2 separate regions of the Canis lupus genome follow, and region 1 is linked to region 2. Evidence: chromatin contacts called from public Hi-C data. All regions are on one chromosome and are shown on one strand. Each heading gives the region's core, a stretch centred on a gene start, on an enhancer-like site or on the middle of the called end of the contact. The rest is flanking DNA. Distances are from core to core; before and after follow the strand shown. Region 1 has its middle 11 kb from the start of OSR1. Region 2 has its middle 36 kb from the start of RDH14.

Region 1 (5,849 bases), core at 668-3,167, 690 kb before region 2:
CTGGGCTCAGAGAGGGAGGATGGGGGGGAGGGGGTTGGGGGCTTCGAGGGCTTTATCCCCCGCGCAGCGCAGGCCATAGTAAGGTCTTAAGGCTTATGTTAGGGCTCATGGTAGGAGCCACATCAGTTCCTTTAGTAGCTCTCTGAGGTCTGGGGACCTGGCTGTTCTAAAACGACAGTGTCTGGTTACACACAGCCTCTACGGAAAGCTGTGGGCGGCTCCGAGGACCCGAGAGAGCACCTTCCTCAGTTCCTCTGCTCTTTCTAAGGATCTCTTTCCTGCCCCTGCACCCCGCCCTCCATCCCCCCATCGCAGGTTAGCCACCTCCCATTCCCCCGGGACACCTAGGGCCTCTGCAGTTAGCTTCATTCCAAAGACCTCATGAAGGCTGTGAAATGCGAGAAGTTCACAGGGGAGGTTTTTCCATTCTGGCCCACCTCATCTCTGGTAACCTGAACCCCGGCCTTCCGTCCTAGGCCCTGGAATTGAGAGATTTTCAATATCAAGTGTGCATCCTTAGACGATGGATTCCCAGCACACGGTTTGTAGAGAGGCGTTGGGGAGTGGGGCAGGGCACTGACCAAAGACCTCCACTGACTCACAATGTTTCCACCTTGCTTGGCTCTACCAGTGGCTCACGATCATCCCGGTGGACCCAGAAGCCATTTCTCAGCACAGCTCGCCGCATCTATACCCTGACAGTAGTTTCAGAGATTGTGTAGTAACAGCAGAGCAAGTGGAAGGGCGGGCTGGGGCTGCGGGCCCCCAGACACCACACAGGCTACAGTTCCCAGGCAACGCGGTTGGGGTTGGGGGCAGTTTCCAGCTCCTACTCTGTGGGGAGCAAGAAGAGGCAAGGAGAATGCCCAAAACGCTTGGGTGGGTTTTATTACCTGCACACCCTGCAAGAGGACAACTTGGTACACCCCTCCAAGATCCCATCCCTCTCCCTCCTCTTCCTCCCCCGACCCCAGTCCTCAGACATGAAGCTTCTTTGGTCTCAGGTGCGCAGAGTGACTCAGGTCGGTTTTAGGGAGTGAAGGAAGGGAGAGGAGAGTCCAGCTGGGGCCCTTCCCCACGCAGCCAGCTAGGCCAGCTGTTCCTGTGGGGGGCAAGGGAATGGGGGGGGGGCTACTAGGCTGGACCTCTGCTGCATGGGTAAAAGGCACAGGAGACCTTGGAAGCAGCCTGAAGCTTTCTCCGCTCTGGGAGGTCAGTAGCACTCTGGGGAAAGGCTCTCAGGGGCTTCTCCCCAAAGTAAGAGGTAAAGGTTCCACCTCCTCCTTCGGAATGTAGCCAGAGGTCGGGGGTGTAGGATGGGCCGTTTTCCCCTGCAGACCTCTTGGCCACGGGAGTCGGGGCTAACAGGGTCCTGGGTAAGGGAGAAACTCAGTGGACTGGTCTAGGGCTCCCCGATACCACCGCAGCTCCAAGACCGCGGAAGCGGTGGTGATAGCACACCCGACCCCACCCCTGGAATCCCGGGGTCTCCAGCGCCGGCTCGGAGGCATCCCGCCCCACCGCCCACAGCACTAGCACAGCACTGTGTGACGTCACACAGGCCTCCCGCCGAGTCTACAGCCGCATCTCGGTTACTCCGTCCTGTGACGTCACAGACAGGCGGTGACACCACGGCTCCCACATCTCCTGGCCCCGCCCTGCGAATCCTGCCAGAAACGCGCGGAGAATTCGTTCGTTCCCGTACGATAGGGTCCGCACCCCGAAGCGTCGGTGGGCGCCCCGAGAGAGGGAGAGTGCCCGGCACAGCCCCCGCCAGCAGGCACCTCGCGGTTAGCAACGCTCTCTCCGCGCGCTGGGTTTCGGCGCAGCAGCTGCGGCGGGGGTCTAGCCCCGCCCACGCCGCTCTCCTAGCCCCGCCCACATCGTTCCTCTGGCCCCGCCCACATCGCTTCCCCCCTTAGACCCCCTCCGCCTCCACCACTGCGCATGCTCTGCGCGCAGGCGCAGAAGGAACTCGTCGCGGCGCTCCAGGTCCCGCTGCGCACCTGGGCAGTGGCCGCCGTCTTCGGTGCCCGCTTTCAGGTGTCGGGAGCGCGGAGGGCTGGCCGTGCGGGCGTACCCCGCTGCCGGCGTGTGCGGGCTGCAGCTGGTAACGCCGGAGGGCGGCGCACGGCCGATGCGGGCTGGAGCCCCTGGGAGTCCCGCTGGTGGACCGCGGTCCCTGGGATTCCGCGCGGGGACGGGGCGGGCCGCCCCCGCCCTGCGGGCAGCGCAGCTCGTCCTTTGGAGCAGGGTCTTTGAGACGGAAGCCTTGCCCTCCAGCCCAGCGGAGCTCTCGGGGCACAGGCGTGGTCACCCACCCTGGCCGTTCAGCCCTGCTTCCTGGGCCGCTGCGAGAGCCAGAATGGTGGTTGGGCCCAGTTTGCATAAGTTTCAGATGAAAAATTCACAAGCGACCTGAGACAGTAGGGGAGGGGGTTGTCAAACCTCATGTCAGTGGAAGAAGAAGAAGTTGCATTTCCTTTGAGGGAAGGGGCCCGAAGACCCAGTTGTAGCTCTTCCTGCCACTCACAAGCTTTGGGCAAGTGCCTGCCCTTCTCTGAGCCTCGCTTTTCCTTCTACGGTGGAGGTAATAGCCTTCCCACCTACCTCGCTCAGTTGGCGTAGAGGTCAAAGTTATACACGTTTTCTCAATCATCTATTCACCACTCGAACCAACAAGGGGCCCTGATGTGCTGCAGAACAACTTTGGCGTTTACGAAGCACCACGTGAAGGGACTAGAGATGCTTCTCCCAGCATCGTGAAGCAGCCTGCCTCCCAAGCTGCCTTCCTAAGAGAATCTTCTTCTGGTCTTCACTGTCTCAGCACCCAGAGATAATGAAATGGGATGGAAGAAGAATGTCACGTGGACTGGTGGTCGTGAACCTTCCTTGAAAACTTGGAAGAGGCCTTCTTTAACTCCACGAAGACAAATGGATAAATCAGTTCACAGATTATTGTTATATTTGGTAGAGAGAGGAAGGCGGGTGATAAAATGTAAGTGCCCTACTTAACCACTCCTCTGTGGCATATGCCTAGGGAGAAAATAACAGCTGGGTGCAGACTGAGGTGTCGGACCCGGCAGGGGAGGGGCCCATGTGTGTGGAAGTGTGACCGAATACGTGGCAAGGGGTCTTTCACTTTGCAAACACACCCAATTACAAATCGTCTTTGGATTTGTGCTTTCTTTGATTTGTACTACAGTGTCCATAGCCTAAAGAAAAGGTAGTTGTACAATGTTGTTTCATGCACAGATCTGCAGGAATGGTCCTCTTAGCCAGCCCCTCCAAGCCCCCGGCTATCTGATGCCCCTCTTGGCCAGTGCTAGTTCCAGCTCCAGCAATTAGAAAATAGAAGGACTTTGGAAAGTGGGGTGGATGGATGAGTGGAGTGAATTTTGTTTTTTTTTTCTTTCTAAACATAGAATTGGCTCTTAGCAAGTCAGCCATCTCTGGGGAGGTGTAAGCATAATTAATTTCTTTTCAACCTTTGGTTTCATTGAACTCTTGCTTGTGAGACTCAATAGCAAGGGCAGGAATGGATTGCTTTTTGTCACTGGTGGGAGTGGGTACCACTTGGAGACTGTAGGTAGATGGTGGCATGAGAAACTTTACGGGGGACATGGAATAAAGGTGAAGGAGATGGAGCAGGAAGAGCTAGATTCTTCACCACCCAAAGGACCAGAGAAGGAAAATGAGAGAATCCAGGCCTTGCCTTAAATGATATCTACTTGAGAGGCTGGTTGACTTCTTATTAACCTGGGTCAAGCACTGACTGTTTCTGTGCAGAATTCAGAATATCTTCAGTATCTCACGTAGCTCCTCTTATAGGGCTGTGGTAGGTGAAGAAATAGGGCAGGTGTGGTGCTGTAGGTGTCAGGGATGGTTTCTGTTATGGCCTTGTCCTTAGAAAGACCAGCCAACACTGAAATATTTGAGCAGTCACTCCAAAGTGAGTGGAGTGGTTCAGAGAGTTCTTGTTAGCTGTTACAGAGATCTGTGCACCATAGATCTATCTTTTTAAATCTTTTCCATATTTTTAAATTTCTTTTTCTATAAGTTCCTAACTTTAGTGTGTTAAAAACTGCCACCATCATGATAGAATTGTTTTATTTTTTATTTTATTATTTTTTTTTGTTTGAAGCTCTAATATATATCACATGTTCAGGTTTGTCTCTCCTTGACAGTCGGCAGTACTCATGGGAGATTCCTCAGTGTGGCATTGGGACCATGGCAGTGATGGGGGCTTTACCACTTTGGGAAAAATGTGAGGCGTTGCTAGGGCTTCTCCAGGCAAGAAACCAGGCAAGCTTTTGCCCCTGGCAAATGATGTTTTCTTTGAACTATCATAAGTATGTATTTAACTGGGCCAGGGAGGATTAGGAGTATTGGGGGAGGGCACTGGGTTTTGGTAGGTTTCCTCAGTTTTCTCCCCCTCCCCCATATTTTAATTTAAACATTTCCAGGCATACAGAACAATGGAAATCTATAGTGAACACTCAGTCATCTACCACCTAAGTTCCACAATTAATATTTTACTATACTTGCTTTATCACATATCCTGCCACCATTCCATCCCTCAAACTTTTTTAAAATGAAAATATATAAACACATAGAAAAACTGAAAGAATAGGACAAAGAACATTCTTGCATCTTCTTCATAAAGTCAACAATTGATCATGTTTTGTTATATTCTTCTCTCTCCCTGAACTATTTGAAAGATAGTTTCAGACTTCATTATATTTCAGCCCCAGATAATCCAGCACACATAGGAATAAGGGTGTTATGCTGTATTACCACAATATTATTGTCAATAATAATTTTGCCTGATGTCATCAAATGTCCCATCTACATTAAAGGTTCTCCCAATTTTCCCAACATCTAAATTTTTAAAAATCAGAACCTGAAGTTTTTCACATTGCATTTGTGTCTTTAGCATCTTTGATCTAGAACAGTTCTGATTTTAAGAAAAAAAACTTTTAAATTTGAATTAAGTATAGATTTATAAGAAGTTGCAGTGGAGGGAGATTCCATGTACCCTTCACCCATTTTCTCCCATGGTTACACCTTGCTTAATGATAGTACAATATCATAACAAAAATTGATACTGGTACAGTGTATGCATATAGTTTTATGCTATTTCCCCACAAAAATAGGAAGAGGTAGATTGTTCTAACCACCACCATGGTGAAGATCGAGAACTATAAAATCACCACAAAGATCTACTAATATCAGTGATTTAGCAGTTTGAGTGAATGTAGAAACCATACCTCCTGTTGTGGACTGAATGCCCCCCTCCCCCAATACCTATGATGATATCCTTATCCCCAATGTGATGATACTAGGAAATGGGGCTTTGGAGAAGTAATTAGGACCTGAGGGTGGAGCTCCCATCAGTGGTGTTAGTGCCCTTATAAGGGTCTTGAGGGAGCTCGTTTTCTCTTCTTCTTTGTACCATGTAGTGGTGGTGGGGGCACAGCAAGAAGACAGCCATCTACAAACCAGGAGGATGACTTTCACCAGACACTGGATCTGTTGGCACCTTGATCTTGGACTTCCAGGCTCAAGAACTGTGAAAAATAAGTGCCTGTCCTTTTAGGCCGGTGAGTCTATGATATCCTGCTATAGCAGCCTGACCTACGACACCAAATTTTAAGCCCTTTTAGTCTCTCTGTTTATGACAGAATAGTCTTAAATATTTGCTCTACATACACTGACATCCACGTCATACAATGTTAGTTCTTGGCTTTGACCATCAAACATAATTTAGACAACTCAAGAGGAGAGAAAGTCTATTGTATGTAGCTGTGATTTTGCTTTTACAATGGTTTTTTTTTCTCCCGCATATT
Region 2 (5,811 bases), core at 3,128-5,627:
GCGCCTGCCTTTGGCCCAGGGCGGGATCCTGGAGACCCGGGATCGAATCTCACGTCGGGCTCCTGGTGCATGGAGCCTGCTTCTCCCTCTGCCTGTGTCTCTGCCTCTCTCTCTCTCTCTCTCTCTCTCTCTCACTGTGTGCCTATCATAAATAAATAAAAATAAAATAAAAAATTAAAAAAAAAAGAAGCATAGTGATCAAGGCCCTAGCTCTGCCAACCACTGACCACAGACCATGGGCTATTTGGGGGACACCTGAGTGGCTCAGTCAGGTGGCTGCCTTCAGCTCAGGTCACGATCTCAGAGCCTCTGCTCAGGGGGGAGTCTGCTTCTTCCTCTCCCCCTTCTTTATTATTGTTTTTGGTATTGTTTCTGTCTTTGAGTCTCAACTATCTTTTTTATAAAAAGGAGATAATAATGGTGCTCAGCTGACTCAAGATTGTGTCTCAAAAAGCACCAAGCACCCTCACTGGCATCTAATAGGGTCTCAATCCAAGACCTAAGTCTAGGCCTTCTGTCCAATTTTGTCTTCATTATACCACAGGAGGGTGAGAACTAGATTTTCAGAGGCAATCACTTAAAAGGTGACTTTTCATCACCTTCTAAAATTGGGAGAATCTCAGCTCTGCAAAAACCCGTAAACAAAATATTGAACATAAGGATAAATGAATGAAGTAAAACAAATTCTGTAGGGCATAAGCTAAGAGGAAAAAGAGAAGGATTTAGTCCATCTGGTAAGAGAGAGAAGACTTCTTTGAAGATGTGATATTTGGGTGTTGAGGTCTGAGGATATAATTAATAACTTCTCTCTTCACCCTCAGGATTCAGAACTGATCAAGCATGAGAGATGGAGTCACATGAAGAAGCTAAAATCATCGGTGTTCCTGCTGCTACCTCTGAATGGGAGAACATGGCCTACTCCCGCCCCTCATCCCCCACCCCCGCCCTTGCATCTGAAGCTTGGGAGGCCCCTGTGAGGGTCTGCAGAGCAGATGTGCTTAGCCTGCCTAAAGCAGGGGCATCACTAGTTCGGGCCAGTCCTCCCCAGTGGACAAACAAGCACAGAGAGTGGGCTGTAGTGACTGCTTCTAGAAGGCAGCAATAAGCTTTGGCCACAGGCAGCTGGTAGGGACCAGGCAGGAAGCCACTGGCCTGCAAACAGAGGGAGCCCTCCAAATAGGGAGGGAGGGCTGAGCCAGTGTATGTGTAGGTCCTGGGCCCTGTCAACCCTTCCTTGTGAGAGGTAGAGAGAAGACCAGAAATGTTCCTCTACTTTTCCACCCCTGGAGAGGATAAGGAAACCCTCCACCTTTCCTCTCCTTCTCTGTGAAAATATGAAGGGCATATAAGCATTTCTCTCTAAAAATGCTCATGAATGTAGCAAGAAGACAGTCCAGAATAGATTTTCAGACAGAAAAAATCATATGTATAAAGGCTTGATGTGAGAAAATGTGGAATGTGTGTGCAGAAGGGGGGTGCTCCGTGATGCCTGAAGCCCTGGGTGCTTATAAGGAGGTGGGGGAGGATATGACCAGAAAGATATTGCCAGATTTGGAGAGCCTCGAATTCCAGGCTTAGGACTTTGACTTTGATCATTAGGCAGTGCAAATCCATGCCTCTTATTGGAAACATAACTCTAAGCATCTGCCTCCACCAAAGCAGAGAGCAGTGCTGGTTCTGGCAGAAAGAGCTGGTTTTAGCCACCCCCCTTCCCTTTACCTGCTTATGAGCAATGCTAGGTATACTCCCGTAGGCTCCAGGATGAGATCACACTACATGTTTACCTAGAATATAATACAGGGAATCTGCACTCCAAATCCTTGAGGTAAATACAGAAACAGAAATGCAAACAGTGCCTGGGTGGCTCAGTCGGTTAAGCATCTGACTCTTGATCTCGGCTCAGGTTATGATCTCAAGGGGGTGAGATGGAGTCCTGTGTCCAGCTTTGCACTCAGTGTGGAGCCTGCTTGAGATTCTCTTTCCCTCTCCCCTCTCCTCTTTCTCTCTCTCTCTCTCTCTCTCAAAAAAAAAAAAAAAAAGAAAGAAAAGAAAAGAAAGAAAAGAAAGAAAAGAAAAAGAAAAGAAAAGAAAAGAAAAGAAAAGAAAAGAAAAGAAAAGAAAAGAAAAGAAAAGAAAAGAAAAAAAGTGCAAACAGCAGTTGACTGAGAATGGGACCCACTGTGGGAGGACGGGGGTCGGGGGGAGGCAGAGGAGCAGACTATATGGTGTCTGACCCTACAGCTCCTCACCCCCCATCCACTCTAAAGAGGGGACAGGGCTGTCGGTGAGCACTGAGGGATGGTCACAGCTAACATGCAAATGTGCGCTTGACACTTGTTAAGTCAGAAATAACATTAGGGAGCAACAAAGATTGACCCATACATAGAAGAATTTTATTCAGCTTTAGAGAGATTCCTGCCAATAATCCAATTTAAGGGATGGAATGAACCGGTATGTGACTATCCTTCCAGTTTCTCTCCCCCAAATTGATAGCGTCAACTCTTTTTATTCATTCAGCACATTGCGCTTGACAAAGCCCTTTCATGTGACATTATCTCATGAAGCCTCGCAAACAGCCCAGTGAACTAAGGAGAGCCCAGTCCCATGACCAGGTCTAAAATCAAGGCCAGCTGTCCCTCTGGCTCTATCATAACCTTGTGGTTTTGTTGGTGGGGGGTTTCTTTGAAGAAGATGATGTGGAGATTGGTCATTAGCTCATTAGTCTGCCTCCCAGAGAGAGGTCTGCAATCGAGAATTTTTTATGATCCTTCATTCTATATGATACCATCCACACATATGATTTCCAAAATGACTGTGTTAACCTAATCCAAGTGGGTAAGTAGAATGGCAAATAGAATTGCATTTATGAGCAAGAGTAAGATATTAGAATCAGGCTCAACTAGGGAGATTTGGGGTTTTCTATAGTACCAAATTTATTTTCCTCCTTTCTTGGTTTTTTAAGTAGGCATAACATATTTAAAAGGATGTGTAGAGATACAAATCAGTAGCCTTTGGCTCAGAAGACATTTAGTGTTTTCAAGAACTGTAACTTGAACACCACAGCCGGTACATGCAACACGGTCCCCACCCTTCCCTAATGTCTCATACCAGATGCACTCTTATTCACTCATTCCATCAACAGATATTTCCTGCACACCTGCCGTTTGCCAGGAATGCTCTCATAATTATGCTTGCATTACTTGCCTGGCCCCTGCAGACATTTGAATAAGTGACTGCCATCCTACAGAAGACAGGGGTGAATTAATGTTGCCTAACGTCCCTTCATTTATCTTAGTGTAATCATTGTAACCTGACGTTTGAGCCTAGGATATTATAACTAATGTCCCACCAGAGCCTCCAGAGACTGGCTTTTCTGAAGTTTTGCTATTTTTGTCTCCATATCCCCATGACCAGTGGCAATGGTAGGCAGAGCTCGACCAGGTGACCAAAGCCAGAAAACTCTCAAGGACTTGCCCATGGCCCCCAAAGGCAGCAGAGTCTAGGCCAGCCTGGACAATTGGTCGCCTTGATTCCAAGCTGGGGGCTAGATCTCCTGTCCTTGAGGGGCTCTGGTTTCAGAGCCTGCCTGGGAGAACAAAAGAGATTTCAGTTGTCACATCTACACAGCCAGAGCTGCTCTCTTTTCTGACTTGGCTGGCTTTCCCTGTGTGCTGTTTCACATCACATACCTTCTCTCCCACCCCCCTCCCCTCAGATGATTGGTTGAAATTAAATATCCTGAAATTGCATTGAAAGGGGGAAGAAAAGCTAATGCAAAATTTTAATCAAAACACAAGCTTAACAGTTCCCAGGCTTTGAAATGTGAAGCAGACACTGGCTCCATGGGGACGTCCCAACCTGTTCTCAGGTGTGAAGTTCCTTCAAGGAACTTAGTGCCCTGACTAAAAGAATTACAAGGAAGACAGCACGTTGCAAACTGAGGACTTCCAAATGCAGCTGGACCTTCTTTTCCTTTCCATGGGGTAGGTGGGCAGGCCGATCCAGAACAAAACCCTTGCCGTGGACTATAAGGAGGAGACCTCCAGAGAGATCTAGGTTTTCTTCCCCATCCCCGGCCTGGTCCCTAAGTCTGCATCCAGGGCCTGAGGGTTACAGGAGAAGGAAAGGACTGGACAAAGGGCTTCCAGGGGAGCTGAAACCCCCAGCAAACCAAGAGCAGCCCAGACCTCAAGAGGTGGGCATGGGGCGCCCTCTGCTGGGAGAGGCCCCATCAGACAACCCGAAGGATTTCTCCCTGGATTAACTCTATAAATAGACAGATGATTTATTAAACAGATTTGAGGCTCATTTGAGGCGCTGGGCCATGATTGCTTCAGGGCTCAAATAAGGGAGTGCTTAGGACCCTGCCTCTTATGCAAGCACCTGGACTTACTTAGCGAGTCACTAGCATGATCTACATTACAAGTGCATCGGACTGTTGGCTCAGCCGCTCCCAGCCGGGAGATGCCAAATTCCTCATATATAAAAGGAGCTTTAGTAACTCAAGCAAAATAAGCACACTTTTCCCCCCACCGCCTTCCCAGAGACCGAGGCGGCAGGGTTTCTGGGAGGATACACAATACCTTGTTACAAACCATGTAATGTTTTAAAAAGTATCTATCTGACAGCCTTGGCTAAAGCCAGATCTTCTATCTCGATTACTTCAATATGTCACATCCATATCGCACCACGGCGTCCAGGCTTCCCGAGCCAAGGCCCCACTGTCTTGTCCAACCTTCCCATCTGGAAGCAATGAGCTTAATATTCTGGCTCTCCCCCCATAAAAGCTATGTCACAAAAAAGTAGCAGCCTGTGAACTGCTTTATCCTCCCAAGACACACCGGAGCTCACTCTATTCAGTTACATTTAAACACCGTCCCCAATGCCCCGCCCTCTGCTGCCCTACATCCCCAGATGGCCCCTAATGCTCAGCACCGTACCAGGGGGACAGGAGTGAATTGACAATCATTTACACTTTAATCCCACTTTTGACATTTTGAGGGATGCAGCTTAAAATATAGGGGAGGCTTAGGGACTCCCTCTGGATAAATGTGTTTGCGAGAGAAGAAGCATCCCCCAGCAAGCAGCCTACTGTTTCTGGTGATAGGACAGAGACGCAGCCTTGGAGCCTGTCTTGCACCCCTCTCTCACTCATCTTAGCTTTTCAAGCTTTGCCCGGAGAGTTCCAGGTGACCTCAGTGTTTGGGAGTTCACGGCGAGAGTGTGCTGCCCTGTTATCTGTGCCTTATTCATTCACTGATGCACTTCCCATCAAATTTGGGTTGAAGACCTGGCATGTCCCTTTGGCTACGCCCTCTGCGTCAGAGGGGTCCCTGGCCTGTGGGAGACTAAGGATGTGAAGGGGACAGATTCCGAATTCAGAATAGTTCAAAGAGTGGTCCTGGAAGCAAGGAATCCTTGCGGGGGGGAGCGTGTGAAGCATGCCTCTTCCCTGGCTCCAGCCCAGACCCACTGAATGAGAGTCATTTGAAGCAAGGCCCAGGAATGCGCATGTGAACGAAATCCCCAGGTAACTTCCACACACATTAAAAGCAGCAGACTCACTGAGTCAGGTCAGACGAGGCAGCAGATGATGAAGTGTAAAATTCGGGGAGAAATCATGCGACCCGAAATGAGAACTTAGGTCTTTGCCTGGAAATGATATAATGCTGTTGGTCTTCCTCTGGTCCCAGAGTTCTGAACGATTAGCATGAATACAAACCACCCCACAGCTGAGCTCGAGGACTTTGGCTACTTGACTGTTCTCCTTCAGTTGGAAGCTTCTAGGGGCAGAGGCCAGCCTTCCTGCGC

What was found. Hi-C and Micro-C count contacts between places; a contact is called where the count stands out from the background.
Region 1: a Hi-C map of skin fibroblasts shows a contact between it and region 2, with 2.4 times the contacts expected there. The contact joins two enhancer-like sites. A contact is called at or near these places in 2 of 9 Hi-C or Micro-C datasets (amygdala and skin fibroblasts).

What each region holds. Positions count from the first base shown.
Region 1 is chr17:14,538,964-14,544,812 of UU_Cfam_GSD_1.0, reverse strand. No RefSeq gene overlaps it. Among named protein-coding and RNA genes, the nearest start is that of OSR1, 11 kb to the left of the region's middle. Within about 2 kb of position 1,917, at least 14 of the 20 cell types and tissues checked have an H3K27ac peak or open chromatin away from gene starts, as enhancers often do.
Region 2 is chr17:13,848,752-13,854,562 of UU_Cfam_GSD_1.0, reverse strand. No RefSeq gene overlaps it. Among named protein-coding and RNA genes, the nearest start is that of RDH14, 36 kb to the left of the region's middle. Within about 2 kb of position 4,377, at least 2 of the 20 cell types and tissues checked have an H3K27ac peak or open chromatin away from gene starts, as enhancers often do.